Regions from separate parts of the Mus musculus genome. Here all the other regions are linked to region 4. A link is a contact called in public promoter capture Hi-C data. All regions are on one chromosome and are shown on one strand. Each heading gives the region's core, a stretch centred on a gene start, on an enhancer-like site or on the middle of the called end of the contact. The rest is flanking DNA. Distances are from core to core; before and after follow the strand shown. Region 1 holds the start of Rcor3 (REST corepressor 3). Region 2 holds the start of Kcnh1 (potassium voltage-gated channel, subfamily H (eag-related), member 1). Region 3 holds the start of 1700007P06Rik (RIKEN cDNA 1700007P06 gene). Region 4 holds the start of Cenpf (centromere protein F). Region 5 holds the start of Spata17 (spermatogenesis associated 17).

Region 1 (3,431 bases), core at 8-2,507, 2.4 Mb after region 4:
TGGCAGCTGCTGCCGCTGTCCTGTGGTCTGGCTTCCCCGGGCTGGGTCGGCGCGCGGGGAGGGGTTGGGGGCGACCGGGGCGGTGTCGGGCACGGGCGTTTCCCCGCCCAGGTCCACACCGCCTCGGCAGAAAGAAAAACCAGGATCCCGTGTGCGCCGGGGTCGCAGGGCTCGCCCTTGGCTCGGGCTAATGACAGCAGGCGGTTGCCAAGCGTGGCCCTGCGGAGCCTGGCTGAGCCCCGGGTTCCCAGGGCGGGTCGGAGTGGCATCTGACCTGGGGTAGGTTCATGCACACACAGATCGCACGCCCTCTCCTGCAGCCCTTGGTTTTGCAGTCCCCACGCCCCGGGCCTCGGACCCGCGACCTCCGTGCGAAGCCACCAGCGTGCAAGTGCCGCGGGAGGGAACCATGTTCACCTTGCCATGCACACATCTACCCCCACGCCCTGTGTCACTGCCCAGCCGAGCCTGCCAGCCTCCCCGCCCGCGATGCCCTGCCCTGCCCTGCCCTGCCCTGGCCTCTCCTGGTGCGCCCCACACTCAACACCACGTAACTCCCTCCCATCCCGACGCCGGCCACCCCAGAGCAAGCCTGGGGGAAAAAAAAAGAGAGAGAGAGATGGGGTTTTCCTGTGAGCAAATATATCTACCTGGATCGAATTCAGGGATCCGAGCTTGGTATTCAGCTCCGACTCTCATCCCAACATCTGCAAAGCAATGCCAAGATATATGGTAAAATGGTAATAAATAAGGAGAGGAGAGGGGAAGGGCAAGGCAGAGACTCTCCAGCCGCGGGAGCGCGGGCGAGGCCGTGGCCGGGTGGGGGCGGGGAGGCGCGGGTCGCGGGCTGCGGCGGCACCGGGAGTTCCGGCGGCCGCGGCTCGGCTCCGAGGGGGAGGAGGGCGCGGGGAAGGGGGCCGGGCGGACGGGCGGGGGCGGGGAGCGCGGCGAGGTACCCCCGTGCTCGTCGTCGCTGCTGCAGCCGCTCTCGGGCTCCGAGAAGTGCAGCCCGCCGTTGGCCGAGGAGCCGCCGCCTCCCGCCGGGCTCTTGGCGCCGCCGTTGGCCGATCGGCTCTTCCCCAGTAACTCGGGCCCTTTCTCCATCATGCCGGGCATGGTAGAGGAGGGGGAGAGGTGGCGTCAGGGAAGGGGGAGACGGCTGGCGGGCGCGGGCGGGAGCGCGGAGGAGGAGGAGGAGGTGTTAATATGGAGCCGCCATCACCGCCCCGGTCGAGCCGTAGCGCAGTCGCCCCACACCGGCCCGCCCCGGCCCCGCCTCCCTCCCCTCCCCCGCCGCCGCCGCCCCGCGCCGTGCCACCCGGCCGAGCGCCCCTCGTGGCCGCGCGCTCCTCACTGGGCGGCCGCGATCACTCCGCCCTAGGGAGGTTCCGGCCGCGGGGCGGAGAGACCAGAGGGCCGGGACCCCGCGCGTCCCCAGCCGGCCGGTTCCCGGGCGCTCGAGGGCCGGGAGACGATGTGGAGGCCCCGGAGGCGGCATGGAGGGCGGGGAGGCGGCCTCTGCCCTGTCTCAGCTGAAGGAATTTGGCCTGCTGAGGCGGGGCCGCGGGGCGGGAGCTGCTCCCGTGACCGGGAACCCGGGATGGCGGTCTCAGGAGCTGCTCCGGTGAGGAGCGGCGGGGATGGCGGCCTTTGACAGGAGCTATGAGGATGGCGGCCTTGGACCGGAGCAGCTCCGGTGACGCGGGCAGGGGTTGGCGGCCTCAGACAGGAGCTGCTCCCGCGAGGTGCGCCCCGGGGTAGGAGCTGGGTCCTCCGGTTGGAGGCAGGATCGGTTCACTCCGGAATGAGACCGGCCCTAAAGACCTGGCGAGGCAGCTCCTCTCTGCTGTGAGGTCCGAGAGGGACTGAAAGGGCAGTATTTCCACTTGGCTCTTTCCCTTTTGCTGTCTAAGAAGCGAATGCCACGAGTGGGGAAATAAATAACCGAACTCTACCTTCCCCGGGCCAGTGCTATCTGGGTCGACACTGCCTGGGGTGGTGGCTCAGAGCAATTCTGGAGAGGGTGGAGAGAGAAGTGCTCTGCAGAGAGGTGCTGCTGCTGCAGAGAAAGGTGAGGCCAGCTGCCTTCTGGCAGTTTGCACCCAGTTGAAGATTGGCTGGACTGTATTTCTTCCCCAGATTTAAGGATATTTGCTTATGACATACTGTCTGGGCAAGGAGGACGATTTGTGTCTCAGGAGTAAAGGGGGGGGGGAGTTGCTTAATATACAGATGTGTGTCCTGCAGAATTTGGGGGTAACAGTAAAATTACCTTGAAGGTTAAAACTGTTCTTTGGAATTCTGTTACTGAGAAATAACAGACCTACTCAAGAATTCAGCCAAGAAAACTCTGGGATACAAGAATTAGGCCGGTCATCTGTCTAAAGGAGGGAGTATTTTGTCCGGGTGGAGAAACAGTACTGGTACTGGAAATAGTTGATTTTTAGCTCTATATGTGTCCATTAATTTTTGAACCACAACTCAACCTCCCCTCCCGTTTTATTTTTTGAGACAGGATTTCTATGTGTACTTCTGGCTGTCCTGGAACTCACAGAGATCCGCTTGCCTCTGTCTTCTGAGTGCTGGGAGTAAAGAGCTGCACCACCACACCTAGCATCGGTTCCTTTTTTTAAAAAACACATTGCTGAAGGATATTTTAAGTCTGATTTTTATTTTCTGCAAGGAGAAATGTTATGGACAACTGAAATGATATTTTATTTTTTACATTCCAACCTCTAATGAACACGACTCATCTCAGCCCTGTCACATCAGCTCCTTTGATCCTGGAGTACAAAAGCTAGAGCCTATAAAAAGAAAATTCAAGAAAAAAAAAAACCACAAAACAAAATAGAGGCCTCTTAATAGATACACTTTTTAACTCTGAAATAGTGCTGATTCACTTTTCTGTAGAAAAGAATCTGCGTCTAGATTAGGGATCAAAAGTTTCAAGGGCTTTTGGGACTATTTTGATTAGTAGAATCTTGGCAGTAAAATGATTCTACTGGAATATTTAGACCAAAGACTGCATTCACCTTTGGGGAAGGATTTTGGCGTGAAGGGATGTGTGTGTGTGTGTTTAAGGAAAACAAATTTCTGTTTTGCTTTTAAGAAAAGGAAAGCACTCTAAACTTGCCTGGTTGAGAAGGGTGATTGTAGTGGACCTTAAAATGGTCTCTTCCCAGATAAGACATTACAGAACAGAAAAGCCCTAGGTAGAAATCTGGAAGAATGTCTACTTCTGTTTGGAGAGGAGGAAAGCCCCTGGGCGGAGAAGAGAGCTTTAGGGGTTAATAATATCTCTTGAGATGGGTTGAAGGGGGGGGGGCACTACTGGTCTGTTGAGTATTTAAATTAACTCCATTTTAAGGTTTTCTCAAGAGTTACAAAGACCAAACATAAGGCAAAGGTCGGGGATTAGCTAAGTTGTATGT
Region 2 (3,577 bases), core at 685-3,184, 2.5 Mb after region 4:
GTTCCTTTTTATCTAAGCCACAGAGTAGGAGGGAAATTTTATGGTCTCTCTCTGTCAGATGCCTCTCCCCACCCCACAACCCCCATTGTTTTCACTTCCACAAACAGGTGCATGATCTTGATTGAAGGGTCTCTCTCTCTCTCTCTCTCTCTCTCTCTCTCTCTCTCTCTCTCTCTCTCTCTCACACACACACACACACACACACACACACACACAATCATGTAAAGCTACCCCTTGAGCACTTTCCATCATGCATGGCACAGCTGTAAGATCTTGCCTTATTCAAAGGAACCTACTCAAATGAAGTGGGTAGCCATCAAAATCAAGTTCTCTTTGAGTAGTTTACCTCATTTGTAATAGAACAAAGAACCACTAGACGGAGCCAGTGTTTAAGAAATCACAGCTCTAACCTGCAGGGAGCCGTTATCCAGTGGGAGAGATGCAGCTTTACCTTCAAGTCATAGCACACACCAGTCCTGCCGAGCCATCTTCTGCTGGCAGGAGCGTTGCTTGAGTTATATCCACACAGATAGATGAAAGGTGACATTTATAATGGCCCAATTAATTTAGTCACTCTGAAAATGACATTTGATTTGGCACTTATTTTTTTTTTTTTCAGACAGATTTTGTGAGTTTGAGTGTTTTGCCTGCATGTTTGTACGTGTACTATGCACATGCTTGGTGCCTGAAGAAGTCAGACTAGGGCATCAAATGGTCTGGAACTGAAATTTCAGATGGCTTTGGCCTACTGTGAACTAAACGCAGGTCTCCTGCAAGAGTGCTCTCAGGTGCTGAGCCATCTTTGCAGACCTCCCGCACAGAACTTTAAAGTCAGGATCCCCCCCCCCCCCCCCCCGTCTATTCTCCGCAGTGCTCGACCACTCAGAGAATGCCTGGAAGGAATTGGCTCTGCTTCTGAGATTAAAAAATTGAGACAGTGTGTCTTTGCGAACCATTAAGGTGTTTCCGGAGGTGAGCCCCGGCGTCACGGGCTTCAGCGGCGGGTTTATCTTTGCATTTTATTTTGAATCTTTGTCCAGTTGGAAACTAACCAGTCAAGTAGCAATGCATCCTTCTGTGGGCATTGTCTCAGTCCCCCGCCACACGCACAGCACAACGACAGGTACACATTATGTGCAGTTGGAACACCCCCTCTTCCTTCAGTGAACAAGAGGTCCAAGTCATTTCTACCTGCTGTGAAGCCGCACCTGCTTCACCTGTGCCTTGTGGATGCTTCTCCAAGCCACAGCTATGGCTGTTTAATTAAAATCTGATGTACTTTTACTTTGGGAAGCTTTCAGAAGTAGCCCTCCTCTTTGATGCTGGACAGCCAGTTCCCGTTTTTTGTTTTTTTTTTTGTTTTTTTCACCTTACACACAAATCTTAAGAGATTGTACTGTAGCTGGAAACCCCGATGTGCCAACTCATGTTTTGTTGTTTTTCTTTTTTGGTAAAATGATTGCTCTGTAAGAGAAGACGCCAAACAGGTGAAAGCCATTTATCAACTGAGGAGGCTGCAGGCACATTGATGGTAAAGACAAACCAAAACGGCTCCTGGGAGCTGAATCTGGCAGTCACTCTGTAAGTTGTTGCCCTTAGACACTTGGTTGGTTAATTCTGGGGAAGCTGGATAGACATGCAGCTCATGCTGTTTGCAGAGCCTGAAGGTTCTGACTCCGATCTGACACCGCGTAAAGAAAGAGTCTTCTTGTGACCTTTTCGGGTGTGTGTGTGTATGTGACTTTACCAATAAAGCTGCTCACCGTGCTCTGCACACCCCAGGCACACTCTGGATAACACTTCCCGCTGCACCCAGAGGGTGCCGCTCCGGTTCCAGCCTCACCCCGTGGCTCTTGGTTACGGCTGTGTCCCCGAGGGATGCGCGCACGGTAGGGGGCGCCCTGGACCGGCTGGCTCCCTCCGCCCACGGGAGGCGGCCGCGGCGCACCGAGCCCGGGGCACTCGAGCGCACACCCGGGCGGGCCGCAGCGGGGAGGTGCGGAGCGCAGCGAGGGCGGCAGCGGGAGCCAGCCGCCGCCCCTGCGCTCCGGGGCTGCGGAGCGCATGGGGCGCGTGGAGCCAGGAACGCTTGCGGGCTGCGCACCCGGCCGCCTGCTGCGGTGAGACACGGCGCCGGACGCCCCCAGAGTCCGGCAGTCGGGAGGATGACCATGGCTGGCGGCCGGCGGGGACTAGTGGCCCCGCAGAACACGTTTCTGGAGAACATCGTGCGGCGGTCCAACGGTAAGAACTGCCTTTGGATTTCTGTCGCCCAGGTGGGTTTTGATTTTTTTTTTTTTTTTTTTTTTTTCTGAGTGCGGTGATTGCAGACGCCTCCCGCCTGGTGCCAACAGATGCGGGGGCATCCCGGAGCTCCGCTCACCAGCTTCTCTTGCCTGCGGGCCTGGGAGGTGGGCAGGGCTGGAGGGGGTCTAGTGTGCCCCATCTCTGGAGGAGAGATCTCTAGCCTACGCCTTTGGGGCCTTTTCCCGCGCCCTCCCGCTGTCCTCTCCAGGAAAGCCTGGCATTTGGTGAGAAAAGTCATGCGAAAAGTGGCTGCAGGCTGGCCACCTTCAAGCACTGCGCTCCTGATGCGCACTGGCCGCCTCCCCGCGGAGGCTCCCCGGGAGTCCTGAGGAGCAGGGAGGCCAGAGGTAGCAGCAGAGCTGGGCTACTGGTCCTGGCCCTGTTCGGGTGCAGGGACGTTGCCAACTCCACCTTCCATCCCTTAAGCAGGAAAGTCTGACCAGAAGAAACCCTTTGGCAGGGCTGTCTTATGCACCCTCGCCAACCAGCTAGAGCAAATGGCTCACGAAGGTCCGATGGTTTTTCTGGACTCAGCCGGGGAAACAGAGGGAACTAAGTGGTCCCGGGTACAAATTTGGCATCTATTGTCTCTTTTAAACCCTCCCAATCTTGTCCTCCATCACAAGCCGATTCATTACCCAAGAAACCTGTGCACAAGCACGAGGTTTTTGTAGCTGGGAGGAGAGAGTCCTACTATGACTGATGGAAGGGGAATAATTTTCGACACCTTTTTACTCAGAGATTGCAGTTTCCTATGGTTTATTAGCATGAAGCCCAGAAGGCGAAAAGTCCTCAGAGTAGCGATCCAAAGGGAGCTATCCAAACCTTTCCGACCCACAGCTTGCACATACAGTCCTGGAGATGGGGAGTTGCTGCATACACCTGTTCACCAGGCTACCCAATTCTGAGATCCCCCTAGCAGACTTCTGGGCCCCTCTCCTTCCAGAAGCAGGCGACTCTCTCCGTTGGAGAGGCTGTGGGGACCTAACTCAAGAGCTGGGTTTTGCCAGTGTAAACATGGCGTGCAGCCTTGGAACTTGGGTTGATAGTGATGAGCTTCCAGCTGAATTCAGTTAGGGATTCAATGGAAGGGCGTGAAAACTGACCCCTGCCTCTTATACAGTGTCTTTAATTAAAAAGGGACTTAAGTTTACAAGACAAAGCCCGTGGGCTACCATAGCAAATCTTACCTACTATTTAAGAGCTTTCTTAGAAATTATCTCACCTTTGTTGTGTGCCTCTTAAAGATGAGTACTACTCGGTCATTACC
Region 3 (3,882 bases), core at 195-2,694, 2.6 Mb before region 4:
CATGAGCACGCCGCCTTCTGAGAGCTCAGGCCTGCACAGCAGCACACAGGGGCCATTTTCCACTAACGTCTGCCTGTGGCTGGTGTGCTCACTTGCTGGCTGTTCTTCCAGAGGAACTCAGGAGTGCAGTACAACTGCATTCAGCCCTGATTCACTAGAAGAAGATTCCAGCTCTTTCCCCGCCCCACAATTCTTCTTGCCTGGAAGAGACTCCAGTACTCCCTGGGGCTCTGCTTGTCTGGAAGAGATCACTAGGGCCCTCAGAGCTTTGGTCAGGGAAAGGTAGAGGTGCAAAGGACGCCCCATAGATACTGTGGTTGCCTGTTTTATTGTGGAGGAATTTTTATTTTCTTTAAGTATTTCTAGAAGGAGAAGAAACAAAGATTTACTATTATTTTACTATAATATGATCAGAAATATTTTAAATAGCTGTCTTTATTAAGTAAAAAAAAATCTTGCTTTTTCAGAAGTGAATTTGCTGTTCTCATCAATATTATGCATTAAAGCATTTCCTGTGAAATGTGGGTTAGAAGAAAGTAACTTAAATACAATATTCCCTAATTAAAATCAATGACTATAGAACACCTACCAATCTGCTCAATCTAAGATATGCAAAGAGATGGCTTTCATCCCATGAAGCTATTCTTAAAAGAAAGAGGTTAAAACTCAAGACTTGGCATGACTGGCTGTGGCATAACTGGCTGATGGTGGGTATCTCCTAGTGCCTGTTATCAAAGACACAGAACACAGTATGGAACTCAGTCTCTGAGGCAAAATTCTCACAATTTGTCCTAAGGCTACATAGAACTTTGTAATAAAAATGGAAGAAAGGCACTGAGGCCAACAGAATGACTGAAGGAGCAAAGGAGGGGAAGACATGGGGCACAGTCAGGGGACATCAATCTGGCCACTGTGGCACAAGGATATTACCAAAATGTTGAGAATTTGAGTTGAATTTGGCCATAATTTTTCAATTTCCTGATTTTTCATATCTCCTTTAAAAGATAAACTTAGGCGAAAGCCCAGAGTGACCACGAAAATGATGGCAATAACTACAGTCCAAAGGGAAATCACAGACAGATGGGAGGCGAGTATGGAGAATCCTAGGAAGTGTGCAGGCAAGTTAACCTGGCCAACAACAAAGAAACTCTTTCAGATAAAGTGGTAGGTGAGGACAGACAACCAAGGCTGACCTCTGACTTCAACATACAGCACATTCGCATGAATATATCACACATACACACAAACACAGAGAGAGACAGACAGACAGACAGAGAGACAGAGACACACAGAGAGAGACAGAGACAAAGAAAGAGAGACATAGAAGGGGGCAAGTTACTCATAAAACCTAAGCCCAAATATGTCATAAATGTGAGAATTCCATTCCATATTCATCCAGTTCCACACCAGGGATTCCAGAAGGCTGAATGCTATGGTAGGGCACATGGCCAGTGTGAGCGGAGAGATGAAGTTGGACCCAGGAAGCACTGCTCAAGCAGCAGTGAAGAAAGCCTCTGAGGCTTCTTAGGAGACTGAGCCTGGCTGAGGAAAGGATCTCTGATTTGTCAAGATAAATTTCAAAACAAGACAAAAAAGCAAAACTGGAGCAGAATGTCCAAGAGGTACGGGCACTTGGTGGAGGTGTGGCATGTCTGTACTGTGAATGATGAGCGAGAATGTGGGAAAGGACCAGAGAAACATCTGAAGTATAATGGCTGCCAATTTCCCTCAGGCTTATCCACTGTCATTGCACCGTGTAAGGGTGCGCCACTACCAGGCCTAGATGCTGTGTGCTCAGAATAAAATCTCACAGTGCAGAATAGCTGAGCACTACCAGAAAGAGCCTGAGCTCCTGTGTGTTAGATTTTGGATTAATTTTGGTCATTGCATGTCCGAGAAACTTTTACTGTTGCCCTTTTTTGGTCCCCATGTTCAGGTACGGTAGCAAGCATGGTTCAAGAACCTGTGCTGAACCATGGCTGAAAGAACCATGATGCTCAGCATGAATGAAGGAAGGCAGAAAGGAAGAGGACAAGGGAGGCGGAAGGAAGGGATTGATGAATGAGACAGGGGGAGGAAGGGAAGAAGAGAACGAAGAAAGAAGAGAAAGAAACTAGAACAAAATATTTAAGGATTGAGGGAAAAGAAGCACTGACTTGCACCGCCGCCTCCCACAAGTGTGAAGGGGAAACGAGCATCTTGGAATAAAGAGCCGTGGATCTGCTGTGTGGTTCCCCAGCGCCAGGGAAGCACTGCCAGGGAACAGTGAGGATGCTGGGATGCTCCAACGGTAATGATTTGGGCTACTGATTCTCCACACAACAGTGCCCGTGAACGGTCCTGTCTTTACCACTTCATGCCATGGAAGCTAGTCTCTCCCTACATATTGAAAAGTTCACCCTCCTGCCACTCACCCACCTCTCACCTGTCGTAAACATCCCTAAGTGTTGTGTTTAGCTGTTTTCATCCCCTATCTTGCCAAGCTTCCTCCCCCATGTGGCTATTTTGGGAACAGGGATACATTCTAGTTAGTCTGAGCATCCCCCTCTAACCTAAGTCTCCTGTCAACACTGTATTCTAGTGAGCGGAGTTCCCCGTGCTCCTCACTCTCCTTTGCTGCAGCACTGAAGACAAGTTTTCAGTCTGGGGTGCAGATGGTGCTGTAGCCTAGGTTAGCCTCTGCCTTCCTCCTCTGGGAAGCAAGCCTGGCAATGGGAAGCAAACACCCCCTCCCTCTTTCCCTTTCTGTGTACAGCGATGGGACTGGTCTCTGTCTTAGTGGGGGAAGCAGAAAGAAGTGATAGAATCCCACAAAATCAAAGTCTTTCTGACACAGAGTCCAGAACTTACAAAGCAGATCTGTTCCATCTTTCTCTGACTGGTTCTGAACTCAAGCAGGGAAGGGTGTCTGGGATTAGGTTCTGAGGCCTTTCTTTCCCTCACGTGCCCAGTTTCTACCCTGATTAGTCCACCACAGGTCCCTGGCAAAGATCCTGACTCCCTCTGCCATCGAATGTCTTGGCATTGCAGATGGTGTTGAATATAGCAACAAATAGTCCATTTTTGTCATTTGGATCATTAAAAAGCATCTTTATTAGTAATATGAATATTACTAATTTAAAGAACCATTCGTACCTAATCTGGGAGTAAGGTGTCAGAGACACATGTTTCTGTTCATTCGATCTCAATCAATGCAGTAGTGAATGGACTTTGTTTGTTTCCAAATTACAGCTGCTGTCTAGGCAGCAGAGGTAACTAAATCAGATGGTAATTACACGTTTACTTCTCTCTAATGGGCTCTTTCTGAGAAGGCAAAAAATAGCCCTAAAACCTGTCCCTATGGGCCAGAAATGTATGCTTGCCTTCTGGTCAAGAGGACTTAACACAGCAAGCTTATTTTCTAGACAGATACCAGGTAGTAAAGTTAAATCAGGATCAGTTTAACGATCAAAACAGTCCCATATCCCCCAAAGAAATAGAAACAGTCATTAATAGTCTCCCAACCAAAAAAAGCCCAGGACCAGATGGGTTTAGTGCAGCGTTCTATCAGATGTTCCAAAAAAGAACTAGTTCTAATACTCCTCAAATTATTCCACAAAATAGAAACAGAAAGTACTCTACCTAATTCGTTCTATGAAGCCACAATTACTCTGATACCTAAACCACACAAAGACCCAACAAAGAAAGAGAACTCCAGACCAATTTCCCTTATGAATATTTATGTAAAAACACTCAATAAATTCTTGCAAACATAATCCAAGAACACATCAAAATGACCATCCATCATGATCACATAGGTTTCATCCCAGGGATGCAAGGATGGTTCAATATACTGAAACCATACTGAAATCAATGTAATCCATTGTAGCCTCCCTCAGCCCT
Region 4 (3,565 bases), core at 305-2,804:
GAGTGAGGAGAGTACATTAGACCAAAAACCACACGCAAAAATTGTCTTAACAATTCAGCCAGCCACCGAAATCAATACATCAACGTGCCACAGCCATATCCACCTTTCACCCCAGCACTTGGGAGACAGAGGCCAGTGGATCTCTGAGTTTGAAGCCAGCCTGGTCTACAGAGTGAGTTCCAGGCCAGACAGGGCTACACAGCCAACAAGTCAAAAAACAAAACAAAATAAAAGCAACAAAACATCTAGAGAGGCAATATAAGCAAGGGAATCCAGCAGGTTTATTTTCTAATTCAAAACCTACAAACAGCTATATTCATGTTTGTAGTCACACACTTTGTTGAGAGCAAGAAGATATTTACAAATGTAGTTAAGATAACTAAAGTTATATTTTATTATGCTGAGGATTAGTATACAGTATTTACACTTTAAATTTCTAATTACAGTCTTAACCCTATCTTCCCAGGGCTGCTCACCTGGGTGACATATTTTAGCTTGTCAGGTTCAGTTTTTTTTTTCCTTTTTATTATTATTATTTATTCATTCTACATCCTAATGGTAGCCTCCCCTTCTGCCTGTGATCCCAGTCCCATCCTCACAAACACCTTCCCTTCTCAGAGAGGGGAGGAGACCCCCTTGGATACCACCTGATCCTGGGACATCAAATTGAAGCAAGACTACACACAACCTTTCCCATTAAGGCCTTACAAGCCAACAGAAGTTTTTGATTTGAGGCTCCTGAGGGCAGATTATGGTGGTGTCTTCTCATATGTGCAGCGCAGAGCATTGTCTTAGTCTCCAATTATATACTGTTCACTGGGGATCATGGGGTTTTAGGATTGTTATTTGGAGTGAGTGATGTCAGAGTTTTGGTTATTAGTCTTGGGTGTTTAAAAGGCATTTTTTTTTACTATGTTCATTACACACTTATATACATTTTCTACCTCTCCTACACTTATATATAAATACATCACACCGATCGCCTAATTGCCATTAGGTGTTGACTGGGTACGGAACAACCTGTCAGCCACCTAAATCGGGTCACTAGAGCAAAAGTTGTAAAATCCGTAAATGTAAAAAATTAAGATTAAAGAGGCAGGGTCTGAGAAGAAGACTTTGAAAGATGAAGCAAAATCTCTGTGGTGACGGTGTAAAAGAACTTCCACCGAAAGTATGTCTTTAAAATGCGGAGGGCTCCGTTCATGGGCCCACCGCCCGCCTCAGGCCCTAAAGAGGGTCTGGCAGGTTTCTGCTGTTGTCCTCCGTCAGGATCCCCTGCCTCTCTGCCAGTGCTAGCTAGTTCTGGCTGCTGAGCACACAGCACAGCCTGGCACCCTGGCGACCCTAAGCCGCCAAGTGAGAAAGAAGCTTCTAGAAACCATGCGGGCCTCCGATGGGGGGCCGCGGGCGGAGGACGGGGGCCCCGAGGGGGGACGCTGCTCACCTGAGCTCCTCACAGAACCTGGCTCCGGGCTCTGCGAGCCCCGAGTTCCTCACCGCCGAGCTCCTCACACAGCGCACCGTTCCTCCCCGACCAGCACGAGCGATTCAAACTGCCCGCCGCCGCCGCCCCTCTTCCCTCCCGCTCACTTCCGGTCCCGCCCAGCTAGCCTCCACGCCCATTGGCCATGGCGAGAGGCTTTCGACCAGTCCTCACCCGGCTTCTCGGTGAGCCGCCTCTGATTGGCCCTTTTGGACGACTGTTTAAAAACAAGCAGAGCCGGCGGCGGAGCCTGCGCAGACGTCGGATGCACTGGCGTTGCCTAGAGACGGGCTCCGCACGCTGGGAGGAGCGGACTGCGGGTCTGAATGAGGGTTAAACCCTGAGCGGCTGGGCGGGCTTGAGGAGCAGGGTAAGGTGAGGTCTGTGCTGCGGGGAGGCCGCTCGCTCTAACCGTAGGACAAGCGTAAGGTGTTAGCTCTGAGGGGATTATTATTATAAAAGTTAGCTGCGAAGTTGATTATTACTTTAAAAGTTGGCGCGCACCTGCCATAGCAGCCCTGCGGAGGGCGTTTGGAGGACAGCCTGGCTATAGACAAGAGTCCTTGTCTCGAAAAGAAAAGAAGAGGGGAGGGGAGGCGGGGGGTGGGGGGGCGGATAACAGAGGCACAGTATAACAAATAATCTGAACTTGAATCTAGACATGCATGCAAAACTCAACTGCTGACCTCTCTGTCATCTCCATATTTTCAAAATCTGGATATGCGATTCGCATGGGTTGTGGTGGCTCACGCCGACAGGATTTACTGAATATGAGATCCGAGGGGAACACTTCATCAGATTCAAATATTCACAAGGCTCTTCTAAACTGAGTATACTGCTTCCACTTTCCTAATAGCACCTAAATGCCTAAATATTTTTCTTTAAAAGTAAATATCCATAGGAGGTATGGGATGTGATGCAAACGGAGGGTGGATAGGGGCGGGGGTATGGAATATGGAGTGTGGAAAATAAATTTAAAATAAAATAATTTTAAAAAAAGAAGTAAATATCCTTGGAATTGTAGAGGTGGCTCAGCAGTTGCTGCTCTTGCAGAAGACCTGGGTACAGTTCCTAACATCCACATAGTAGGTCACAACTATCTATAAATCCAGCTCAGGGAATCTGATTCCCTTTTCTGGGCCCACAGGCAACAGGTATGTAACGACATACGTGCTGGCAAAACATGCATGCACATAAAATTAAAACATAAAAATGCTCTCAGTTCCTCTTTCCTCTCCAGTGATCCCTCTCATTGTCTCTCTGCTCACATCCCATTTCTTTTTAGGGTCACTTAGTGCCCAGGGCTTATCCCAGCACCCAGTTTCCCCAGGAAGGCAGCTAAGAGTTACAGAGTCAGATGGAGACCAAAGCTGCTTTATCTTTGGCAGTTCTCTTTGCTATTCTGTAGCCAAAGACTACTTACTTTTAGCAATTTCTCTGACTTTAATTCTTTGCTATTGTATGTCCAAAAGCTGCTTGCTTTCAGGAGTTTTTCTCTTTAATTCTTTGCTATTCTAAGACCTCTGGTTTCTGGTAATTTGACTCCAACTGATAGCAACAAGAGTATTAGAAAAAAGGCTTAGTTTCTCTCTGACTCAAGGACCCCTCCATGGCCAGGCTAGAGGCTTGGAGTCTGTTAACTCTTTGTGAGCCAGAGAGAAAAGAAGAGGAAGAAAGAATTCAAACACACAACTACACACACACACTCTGGCCCTGCCGGACCACCTGTCTCAACAATTTCACAAGTGTTCATGCCAACTTACATAGATACACATATACCTACATATTATTTATGTACATACACATGGACAAACGGACATAGACATATATTCATTTGGTGAATGGGGCTGAGCCCTAAATGCCACACTTTGTTTTTTCTCTCTGGCAAATTTACCTTTTTAGACAAAAATTCTTTATAAAATTACCTCACAGATGAAATGTTACACAGAAGGAGGGTTACAGAAGGGTGTTGACAGTAAGCTCAAAGCAGTGATTCGTTCTACAAGGTCATTATAAATTCAAAGCAGTAGTTTTACTTTATTGCTTTATTATAGTGCACACTTGTAGCCTCTTCCTTGAACC
Region 5 (3,765 bases), core at 170-2,669, 2.5 Mb before region 4:
ATGATCTCTGAATGTTAAGTATAAGAATTCCATTGCGCAATGGCTATGCTTATTTAAAGATGATTAATTGGAAGCTTCGGTAATGTGATTATTCACTAAATAACTGTTGTAGCTATTCCATTTCAGGAAGCAAGACAGTACAGGCTGAAATAATGGTTAAACTAAGAGGCAAGAAAAAAAGCAACATTGGCCTACTTCTAGCAAGAAAATCCATAGTTTCTCACAAAAGTTACAAGATTGAATTATCACTGTAGTTGCTAGAGGTTCACGATGAAATAGCAAAACTATAGTTGAGATGTATGTTAGGATAAGAATAGCTTATCAGGACTTTCTCACACTGACTTGGTCACTGCTGGTCTGCTATAATTTATCACACTTTTTGTAATGTACTTTTTGTGATTCCTTCTAAGTTTTGAAAACCACTGGGCCATTGCTTCTAGTTTCAATGTCCCCTTTTCATGGAGAGGAAGTTTAGGTGTGGGGGGTGAGAATGCTGCCTTAGCTCTTGCCCATTTACTGTACCAATTATCTTGTCACAATGGTATAGAAACTTCACTTGGACAAATGAATCACAGATGAATTGAATTCTGTGATGTTTGTGAGATTAAGTGAAGCTCAAATTCCCATTTGGACATTGATATTCTGAATTCATGGAACTACCTGGGTAAGCCTGGTTAACGTTAATTAGGCCACTAGACCTACATTGTATAAAATAGGTTTCACCAAACCAAATTTCTCAGTGATTATTTTAAAATGTCGAAAAAAAAAAAGCCCCACAAAACAAAACAGTATTTTGAGGAAGACTCCCAAATGTTGCCCAGGGCAGCCTTGAATTTTCTGTGTTGCCCAGGCTGGACTGGACTCACAGTCATCCTCCTGCCTGTTTCCCCAGTCGGGGTTTACTTCATTTAGGGCGGCCCTTAATAATTCTCTATTCTGGGATCTTCCTTAGAGAATATTAACTTATTAATGACTTGTCAATGTATATATAATCCACTTGTGATTGATTATATATATATATATATATAAACTTCTGATCATGTTTGAATCCCCATGGGGAGAAGAAGAATTTAGAATTATTTCCTGAATTAAGTAATTTGTTAACAGTAAACATCTTCTGAGACCCCTCTCTTCACTACTCACCGGTTCCTAAAGTAGTACTGACTTTCTAGAAAGGGTGCCCGCGCCAGCAGCTTGGCTAAAGTAGCCATGTCCTTCAACTCCTGGAGTTCACCAAAATTGTTACTATTAGTCTCCATGGCAACTGGGCTGAACCAAGGTCACTTCCGACTTATCGGCCTTTCCTTTCACTCTGTTTCAGTTTCAAGCAACTGGACAGAGAAATCGGATTTGTACACGTGAGACCAGACTTGAGTCGACTCGCCCCTTTCTCCTGGAATTTCGAGCTGCTGATGGGAAGGGTCAGGGTAGGCTAAGGTGAGCGAATGGTCGCTTCCGGTTTCCGGTTTCCGCCTCCAGCCGGCTTCCGGAAGTTGCTCTCAAAATGCTGAAGTCCTGTGTGGAATTGGCCGGGGCTGCGGGAGTTGGAGTCGGTCCTCGGGCCTGAGCCTCGAGGCCGCGCTCCCGGGTGTCGTTGATGTTTGGGGCCGACGGGCGCCCAGCGATCGGAACCGCCGCCGGGAAGAGCTGGTGAGCCCGGCGGGCGGTTGGGAACGGGGCGAGCGAGCCGGCGAGCAGCTCGCGGGGCTCCGGGTCAGAGACGGCCGTGCACCAAGTTTCTTCAGGCCGCGTTCCCGTTGTCCCTGCCAAACCGGCCACATTGTACTAGATTCCGTGGTTGACAAGATCACAGAAATTCCCAGTCCCAGAAGTTTCTTAGTAGCAGAGACACCAGGCTCTTGTACTCCCTGCGCAGCTCGGTTCGTGTAAAGCCTAGAAGTTTTCCACCGCCCTGGAGGCTCTGTCCTAGTTTATGGGAAAGGGGCGTTTTCCAGTAGCCCCAGGTTGGAATTTGTCTTTAGGGTACCCTGGTCCACTGCTGTAAGTTTCCAAACTGCTTTCGCAAATCACACTTGATCTTTAATGACATCCCTGCTGTAGGAGACTCGCAGGTACAGAAAATTTAAGAGGCAAAGTTGTCCTGTGCCCCTGAGTACCAGAGATGATAGCTCAGTTTTGGATTTTCTAGTTGAAAACCCTGGTCGCCCAACCTCCACCCCCACCCCCACCCCCCGTTTGTTCCAACGCTTTTCAGAGAAACGTTAGTGTAACAAGAAAGTAGATGTCTTGCGGTCCATCTTGAAACATAAAAATCTGACCAGTAAGTCAAGAACTGTGATTTTTAAAGTTCCTGCCAGTGGGCTGTGATGTCTGATTGTTTAGCATCACCGATAACTGAAAAGTTAAAAGAATATCTTAGGTCAGATGGCTTATTTGGTTCCTCTCTAGAGACCATTTCTAACCAGTGTTGTTTTTCTTGTAGCTTTTAAGTTCTCACGATTTTCAGTTAGAATACTAGGAGAAGCTTTTTATTTTTTTTTTTTATTTTTATTTTTATTTTTTTAAAGATTTATTTATTTATTATATGTAAGTACATTGTAGCTGTCTTCAGGGATACCAGAAGAGGGAGTCAGATCTTGTTACGGATGGTTGTGAGCCACCATGTGGTTGCTGGGATTTGAACTCTGGACCTTCGGAAGAGCAGTCGGGTGCTCTAACCCACTGAGCCATCTCACCAGCCCAGGAGAAGCTTTTTAAATGAGCAATTGTAATTGTTGCACTCAGCTTGGAACAAGAGACGCAGGTCACAATGCACTAGTTTTTCTTAGCTTTGGCAGTTGTACATGTGGTAGGAACCACCACAGAAAACAAGATAAAGGAACTTCCCTACATCCTGGTGTTTCCTCTAAAGTGTACTTAATGCTTCAATGTTCAGAGCCTGGTAAGGAACGGAAGTGTTCAGTAGATTGGTCTGGTCCTAATAGAAAGGAAGTCATTTGTGTGCTAGTTGACATAAACACACAAACCAACCGGTGACCCCATTTATTCTTCATTGTGCTTTCTGTCTCCTATCATGCATAGATAGCGCTGTGTATTACTGGCTATTACTTGACGCGCTATTACTCTAAACTGGAGTTACTTGCAGTAGTGTTTTTACTTGCTAAACAACTCATCTTTTGTAATGAGTGAGACCAGAATATCATTAGCACCTATCAGCTGGTGCTTTTGAAAGAAAGTCTTAAAATGAGTCAGTCTCTCTCTCTCTCTCTCTCTCTCTCTCTTTGGTTTTTTTTGAGACAGGGTTTCTCTGTGTAGCTCTGGCTGTCCTGGAACTCATTCTGTAGAACAAGCTGCCCTTGAACTCAGAAATCTGCCTGCCTCAGCCTCCCAAGTGCTGGGATCAAAGGTGTGTGCCACCACTGGCCACCTTAAAATGAGTCTTAACTGTCCGAAGAAGCGTGTTACACAAAACCAGGACCTTTCTTTTCTAGTTAGTGTGCATGCCAGTCCACTGTTGTCTTCCCCTCCTGCCTTCCCTTCTTCACCAGCAATCTCCCTTTCCTCTTGGCTCTCTTTCCCTTTCTGAGGCTGAATTTTGCTCTATAGCCCAGGCTGATTTCCTCCTAGAAGTTGTCCTGTCTCAGCCTCCCCAGTACAGGAACTACAGGCACGTGCTGCCTTGCCCAGGCTTTGATATTTCTTAATACAGTTTTTTTGTTTCATTCTTTGAAATGCCTTTCACGATTCTTTTATCCAGGTTGTGAAATCCCCATGCTATTGGCTGTTGCTACCACTAAGTAGTTA

The links. Promoter capture Hi-C pulls out the DNA fragments that hold promoters and counts their contacts. Capture Hi-C pulls out chosen DNA fragments and counts their contacts.
Region 1: a contact with region 4 is called in a promoter capture Hi-C map of liver, with 2.8 times the contacts expected there. The contact joins the promoter of Rcor3 here to the promoter of Cenpf in region 4. A contact is called at or near these places in 1 of 115 datasets of contacts at active chromatin or transcription factors (astrocytes) and 1 of 9 other capture datasets (liver).
Region 2: a contact with region 4 is called in a promoter capture Hi-C map of pre-B cells, with 4 times the contacts expected there. The contact joins the promoter of Kcnh1 here to the promoter of Cenpf in region 4.
Region 3: a contact with region 4 is called in a promoter capture Hi-C map of hippocampal neurons, with 7 times the contacts expected there. The contact joins the promoter of 1700007P06Rik here to the promoter of Cenpf in region 4. A contact is called at or near these places in 2 of 39 promoter capture datasets (hippocampal neurons and liver).
Region 5: a contact with region 4 is called in a promoter capture Hi-C map of pre-B cells, with 8 times the contacts expected there. The contact joins the promoter of Spata17 here to the promoter of Cenpf in region 4. A contact is called at or near these places in 9 of 39 promoter capture datasets (the 3T3-L1 cell line, 3T3-L1-derived adipocytes, the C10 cell line and 5 more), 2 of 484 Hi-C or Micro-C datasets (CD8 T cells and pre-B cells) and 2 of 9 other capture datasets (adipose tissue and liver).

Annotation. Positions count from the first base shown.
Region 1 is chr1:192,136,783-192,140,213 of GRCm38.p6, forward strand. It overlaps Rcor3 (REST corepressor 3), which reads right to left and starts at 1,258. Exons shown (of 12, transcript NM_001346740.1): 1 at 957-1,258; 2 at 651-707. The coding sequence starts at 1,116. Gm10516 (predicted gene 10516) reads left to right here and starts at 116. Exons shown (of 4, transcript NR_033536.1): 1 at 116-279.
Region 2 is chr1:192,188,843-192,192,419 of GRCm38.p6, forward strand. It overlaps Kcnh1 (potassium voltage-gated channel, subfamily H (eag-related), member 1), which reads left to right and starts at 1,935. Exons shown (of 11, transcript NM_001038607.2): 1 at 1,935-2,244. The coding sequence starts at 2,166.
Region 3 is chr1:187,123,694-187,127,575 of GRCm38.p6, forward strand. It overlaps 1700007P06Rik (RIKEN cDNA 1700007P06 gene), which reads left to right and starts at 1,445. Exons shown (of 3, transcript NR_040554.1): 1 at 1,445-1,622; 2 at 1,937-2,290; 3 at 3,869-3,882. All of the region lies in intron 6 of Spata17 (spermatogenesis associated 17), which reads right to left. It overlaps Gm15509 (predicted gene 15509), which reads right to left and starts at 672. Exons shown (of 3, transcript NR_151534.1): 1 at 1-672.
Region 4 is chr1:189,686,532-189,690,096 of GRCm38.p6, forward strand. It overlaps Cenpf (centromere protein F), which reads right to left and starts at 1,555. Exons shown (of 18, transcript NM_001081363.2): 1 at 1,445-1,555.
Region 5 is chr1:187,214,027-187,217,791 of GRCm38.p6, forward strand. Spata17 (spermatogenesis associated 17) reads right to left here and starts at 1,420. Exons shown (of 10, transcript NM_028848.3): 1 at 1,144-1,420. The coding sequence starts at 1,259. It overlaps Gpatch2 (G patch domain containing 2), which reads left to right and starts at 1,485. Exons shown (of 10, transcript NM_026367.4): 1 at 1,485-1,650. The coding sequence starts at 1,598.